Regions from separate parts of the Oryctolagus cuniculus genome. Here region 1 is linked to region 2. Evidence: chromatin contacts called from public Micro-C data. All regions are on one chromosome and are shown on one strand. Each heading gives the region's core, a stretch centred on a gene start, on an enhancer-like site or on the middle of the called end of the contact. The rest is flanking DNA. Distances are from core to core; before and after follow the strand shown.

Region 1 (2,700 bases), core at 160-2,659, 80 kb before region 2:
GAGCCGTCAGCTGAGTGGCACTGGGAGGAGGTAGACAGAGAGGGACAGACAGACAGACGGACAGACGGGCGAGGGAGGAGGTGAGGTGAGAACAAAGACAGCCAGAGCCGGCAGTGGCGGGAAGGGGGCGTGGCGCAGTAAGCACGGGTGCCAGGCTTTAGTCCAGTTTATTGGAGCAAAGGTTCCATTTGGAAAATGCTGGACACTCTGTGGCAGGTGCCCAAGAGCTGGCTGTCACCCAGGCCCTTGGGAAAGCAGCAGCAAGTGTCATAAGGGATTGGGAGCCCAGGGAGCTGAGCCAAGGCCAGCTCCTCCTTACCTGGGACAGGGCTTGTCTGTGCGCACATCTGGTGCGTCCCGGTGGGCCCAGGACACGCAGACCCGGCTCTGCAGGGCCAGAGGCCCAGGGGTCCTCTCCGCTCATCGTTCTCTCTTTCTCTCTCCCGGCTCCTGACTTGGCGTCCTCATGGAGCAGCCCCCAGGGGTGGATCCTGGCGGGGCCGGGGCTTTGCATCGGAAGCCTCTCCCGAGATGTCCGGCCATGCAGTGTGTGAAGGTTCAGGCATCAGGAGCCCCAGGAACACAATCCCATGGTGCTGCAGGATGATTTCAGTAGACTTCAGGGACGGGAGGAGAGTCACTGGCAGCATGGGGACAGGGCGTCTCCCCTTGTGGCATCGTGTGGCCCGGGAATGAACCTCACACTCAAGCAGGTGCCCGCGGCTGGTAGCACTCAGGCACTGAGTTCTACTTCTTAGCTGCCTTCTAGTTCTTTCTTGAGGGCCACCTGCCCTTTGTTTTCTCCGGATAAGGGCCTCCACCTAAATCTGTGTTCTGAGCTGGGCGCTTGGTCCTGGGGTTAAGATGCCATTTGTGCGGGGGAGCTGAGGGGGTATTATGGCTCAGTGGTTTAAGCCGTGGCCTGTGGTGATGCCTGCATGCCATATGGGTGCCAATTCAAGTCCCGGCTGCTCCACTTCCCATCCAGCTCCCTGCTAAAGCACTTGGGAAAGTGGCAGAGGATATCACAGGGGCTTGGCTCCCTGCCACCCATGTGGGAAACCCCGGTGGAGTTCCTGGCTCCTGGCTTTGATCCAGCCCAGTCTTGGCCTCTGTAGCCATTTGGGGAATAAGCCAGTAGATGGAAAATCTCTCTGTAGCTCCTACTTTGTCTCTATAATTCTGCCTTTCAAATAAATACTTTTTTTTTTTTTAAATGCCACTTGGGATGTATGTATCCCATATCAGAGGGTCTGGGTTCAAGTCCTGGCTGTCCTCTCCATTCCAGCTTCCTGTTAATGCAGACCTTGGGAGGCAGCAGTGATGGTTCAAGCGGTTATGTCCCTGCCACCCACATGGGAGACCCAGATTGGGTTCCATGTTCCTGGCTTTGTCCTGGCTCAGCCCTGGCTATGGTGGGCATTTGGCAAGTGAACCAGTGGATAGATTTCTCTCTCTCTCTCTCTTAAAGAAAATGAGAATACATAAATAAAAATTGTTGCAAGCTTCCTATCCTTGCCTCGCAGCCCAATGGAGGAGTCCCTATGGAAGCGCTCTTTGGCCCGGGAAGGCCACAGCCTGCCCTGCATTGCTCAGGGCCCTGACCACTTCCTAGCCCCCTCAGCTTGCTTTTCCTCTCTGCACGTGGTCACAGGGCGTCTGGCATGGGGCCAGGCCAGGTTTGTGCACTGAGCTGCTGCCAACGGCGTACTGGGGAGGAGGAGGAGGCGGCACCCGGAGCGCTGCTTCCCCGAAGCTCCTGAGTTTGCTGTGACTTCCTGGGGGAAAGACTGTGTGACTGCGGGTTAGGAGAGGTGGGGAAGTGCAGCCGGAAAGCTGGGAGACTCTCCCTCCGCAGAGACCGGGGCGCTGCGAGGCCAGCGTCCAGCAGCTGGTTGATTATCGCAGCCTGCGCGGTGCCAGCTCTGCCGCAGGGGTGGGCGAGGGATGGAATCGCAGCTCCCTGAGGCCCTGGCGTGGGTTCCCGGTGCTCACGCTCACTGCCAGCGCCTCTAACAGCACACCTTGTATCTCACAGGAAGTACTTCATTGAATCCCCAAAGCAAGCCAGGAGGCGGGGTGGGAGGGGGGGCAATGCTCCCCTCCTCACTGTCCATTTCTGGCCGCTTAGGTCCAGAGAGGTACCCCCACGTGCCCCAGATCCCACGGCAAAGCCAGGTCAGTGAGCGTCTTCTGAGCAGTTGCCCAGCCTGCTAATATCCCTGTCATTTCCCTTACGCCACAAATAGGAAGCACCGGGAAAGCATGGCGTCAGTGGCCAGGGATAAAGGCGCTTCTCCGCAACGTGGACTCTTTGGCCTTTTATGAAAAACCGAAGGCTGTTTCCTCCGATCCGTCTGGAACTAGGTTTTCTCCTTTCCCTGAGCGGCCACAGACGGGATTTGCTCTGCTTGTGGGTCATTGGCTGCCGTTTGCCTCGGGCTCAGATCAAAATAGAAAGCAAGCCAGAGCGCGGCGTTCTCTGTTCTCTGCGTGTTCCCAGCTTATTAAATCCTATTCATCTTTGTTTTCCATCATTTATTGTGAGTGTATGAGGCAGTCCTCAAAAAGTCCACGGAAATATGTATTTAAAAAAAAAAAAAAGTACGCATGCATTCCAAAAATGTTTTGCACCAAAATAAATGTATCTTTGAATTTCCTCTCTCCGTAAGCCTTTTTGGAGTTCTTGGTTTGACGCTG
Region 2 (2,700 bases), core at 132-2,631:
AGGTCTCACAGATGGAGGTCTCTGACGCCTGCCAGGGAGGGAAGGTGCGGAGCTGCTGGGGTTCTCACACACCCGCATCCTCAGGGATGAGCACCCGAGCAGGCTTTATTTCCTTTCATCCCTTTTATAAAGACAGGTTCGCTTTGGACCCAAGGAGTTTGTGGCATCTATGATCGAGGGAGGGATGGTCATCTTCAGGATGTCAGCTTTATTCTCCCAGAATATTGATGATAAATCGAAAGAGAAGAAAGCGTCAATTATAGACTCCTGGTATTGACATAGACCGTGGGCACTGGTCTCTCCTCCCACCATTTCAGACAAGTCCATCAGGTTGTGCTGGGGATATTCCCAGGGAAACCTTTGTATGCCTCCCATTATTTAATGGCATTGAATTGTGTCCTTTACAATGTTTATTTATTTGTTTGCAAGACAGAGACAATGTTGCATCCACAGATTCACTCCCTAACTGCCCACAACAACAGCCCTGGCTGGGCCAGGGCCCAAGCTAGGAGCCTTGAATTCAATCCACGTCTCCCGTCTCCCGTGTGGGTGGCAGGGACACACACAGTCACTTGAGCCATCGCTGCTACCTCCCAGTCTGCACTGGCAGGAGACTGGAGTCTGGAGCTAGGGGTCAGGAATAGGAGCTTCGAAATGGGATGCAGGCATCCTAGCTGGACACGTTTTTCCTTCATTTCTGGGAGACGCCTTGTGTGCATGGGTTTGCACCGAGATAAATGTTTTCAGTCCGTGTGCATGCACTTTCTGAGGTACCCTCCAAGTGCACTAATGGCCGGGGCTTACTAAGCTATAACTTCCCCGAAAATGGTTTCATTGTTTCCTCCACCCTCACCCCTCCCCTGCAGCTGCCTTTTCCAATCCAGTGCTGAGTGACACCCCGCAGGGTGGCCTCTTTGTGGAGAGTATGCGGATTCCCCAGTCCTGCCCAGCCTGGCAAATTCCGTCCCGGTGGAATCTGAGCAGGTTAGAGCAACTCCCCATCTTTGGTGCTTCCCGTGTTGCAGAGCAGCCTCGCTCTGTCTCGGAGCTGTGCTTGGGAGGATTCATTCGGCTCATCTCCGCCAAGCTGCCCCCTTTCCGCCCTGCCAAGCCCCTTCCGCACCCCCACCCCCCCAGCAGATTGTCTTCGGCCACAGCTCAAGCGAGGTTGTGTGGCTCTGGCTTTTCTTCTGGAAAAGTGACTCAGCAGTGCCAGCTCAAAGCCCTGCTGACTCTTCCCGACCCAGGCTGCCCCATGCCTCCCTCACATGCCCAGCCCTGTCCTGCAGCCAGCCCGAAGGGGTGTGAGACAAGAGGGGCCGGCGATGGGCTTCCTAACCGGGTCAGACTCTCCCTACACCAGGAGCAAAAGACACGCACGTGCCTGCAGCTCGCTCCCGGGCAGGCACTTGGTCAGCCCCCAGGGGCAGCCAGGCTGTGCTCTGGTGGTGGGGTTGGCTATCCCGGCCGTGAGCCACGCTCTGTTCTGTGCCCTGTGCCCTTTCTCTACTCTGCCTTCCCCAGGACTCTGCTGAGAGCCGTAAATGCCTTCTTGCCATTCAGCAGCTCTCCCTGGAATATTGATGGAATCAGGAATGTCCCGTGGCCTGGTTTCCTCCCCTCCTGGCTCGCCACTGCCAGCTCTGTCCTTTGTTTAATGTCTGAATTGAATGAAAGGGCAAGGTCATTTTCTTTGCCCAACAGCGAAAGCCAGCTATTAGGAAGGAAATGCACTGTTCTCTGGCTCCCGGAAGAAAATCTTATTAAATGTCTCATTGCTCTGTCTATACAGATAGTTCTCTTTCTACGAAATCAGATTTTGGGAAAGGAAAAGATATGTCAGCGATCACTTACATTTTGATGAGTTTCAAAGTCCTGTTGTCTCAAGACTTACACAGGATCGACTTAAACTCTGTCATCCAGAACCCGTGACAACTGCAAGTCGCTGGATCGCACCCCCCTTTCTGCACGCAGTATCCCCCTTCTGTTTTCACACAGATACAACTGCACGTGAAAGCCTCAGCATTGTTTGTGCTACTGTCTTAAGACCCTTAGAGAAGATCTGCGGTTTTCCAAGGACCCTTGCGGCCATGTCACCATTGGAACCTGGGACTGTGAACACAGAGACCAACCTTATTCTGCCTCTCCTGGCTGCACAGAGGAATGACTGGGAGACCAGTCAGGCCTCGGGGTCAGGGCTGACCTCAGAGTTTAGCCTCCCAGAGGCCTCCAACCCATGCCTCTGCCTTTGGGTAGAGCAGGGTGGACTTCCAGATGGTTTGACAAGGCACTCAGGAATATCGCTATTTCTGGAGGGCTTCCTTTTTCCAAGCACTTTGCCGTGTTGATGGCAATTACTCATCCTAACTCTATAAAGAACAGGAAAATCTCCATATTATAAATGAGGAATCTGAGGCCCAGAGAAGTTAGTATAGTTGTCCAAGGTCACACAGCTCCTCCACGCCGGAATTGGTAAGCAAACACAGGTAGTAGAACTGTAGCACTCTTGGCCAGCGCCGCGGCTCAATAGGCTAATCCTCCGCCTTGCAGCGCCGGCACCCCGGGTTCTAGTCCCGGTCGGGGCTCCAGATTCTATCCCGGTTGCCCCTCTTCCAGGCCAGCTCTCTGCTGTGGCCAGGGAGTGCAATGGAGGATGGCCCAAGTGCTTGGGCCCTGCACCCCATGGGAGACCAGGATAAG

Evidence for each region. Hi-C and Micro-C count contacts between places; a contact is called where the count stands out from the background.
Region 1: a Micro-C map of ear pinna shows a contact between it and region 2, with 2.2 times the contacts expected there. The contact joins two enhancer-like sites. A contact is called at or near these places in 2 of 6 Hi-C or Micro-C datasets (ear pinna and an unstated tissue).

What each region holds. Positions count from the first base shown.
Region 1 is chr20:9,089,425-9,092,124 of mOryCun1.1, reverse strand. All of the region lies in intron 9 of PRKCH (protein kinase C eta), which reads left to right. Among named protein-coding and RNA genes, the nearest start is that of PRKCH, 180 kb to the left of the region's middle. Within about 2 kb of position 1,409, at least 3 of the 8 cell types and tissues checked have an H3K27ac peak or open chromatin away from gene starts, as enhancers often do. A contact at or near this core is called in ear pinna, where this site is marked.
Region 2 is chr20:9,009,267-9,011,966 of mOryCun1.1, reverse strand. All of the region lies in intron 12 of PRKCH (protein kinase C eta), which reads left to right. Among named protein-coding and RNA genes, the nearest start is that of HIF1A, 190 kb to the right of the region's middle. Within about 2 kb of position 1,381, at least 2 of the 8 cell types and tissues checked have an H3K27ac peak or open chromatin away from gene starts, as enhancers often do. A contact at or near this core is called in ear pinna, where this site is marked.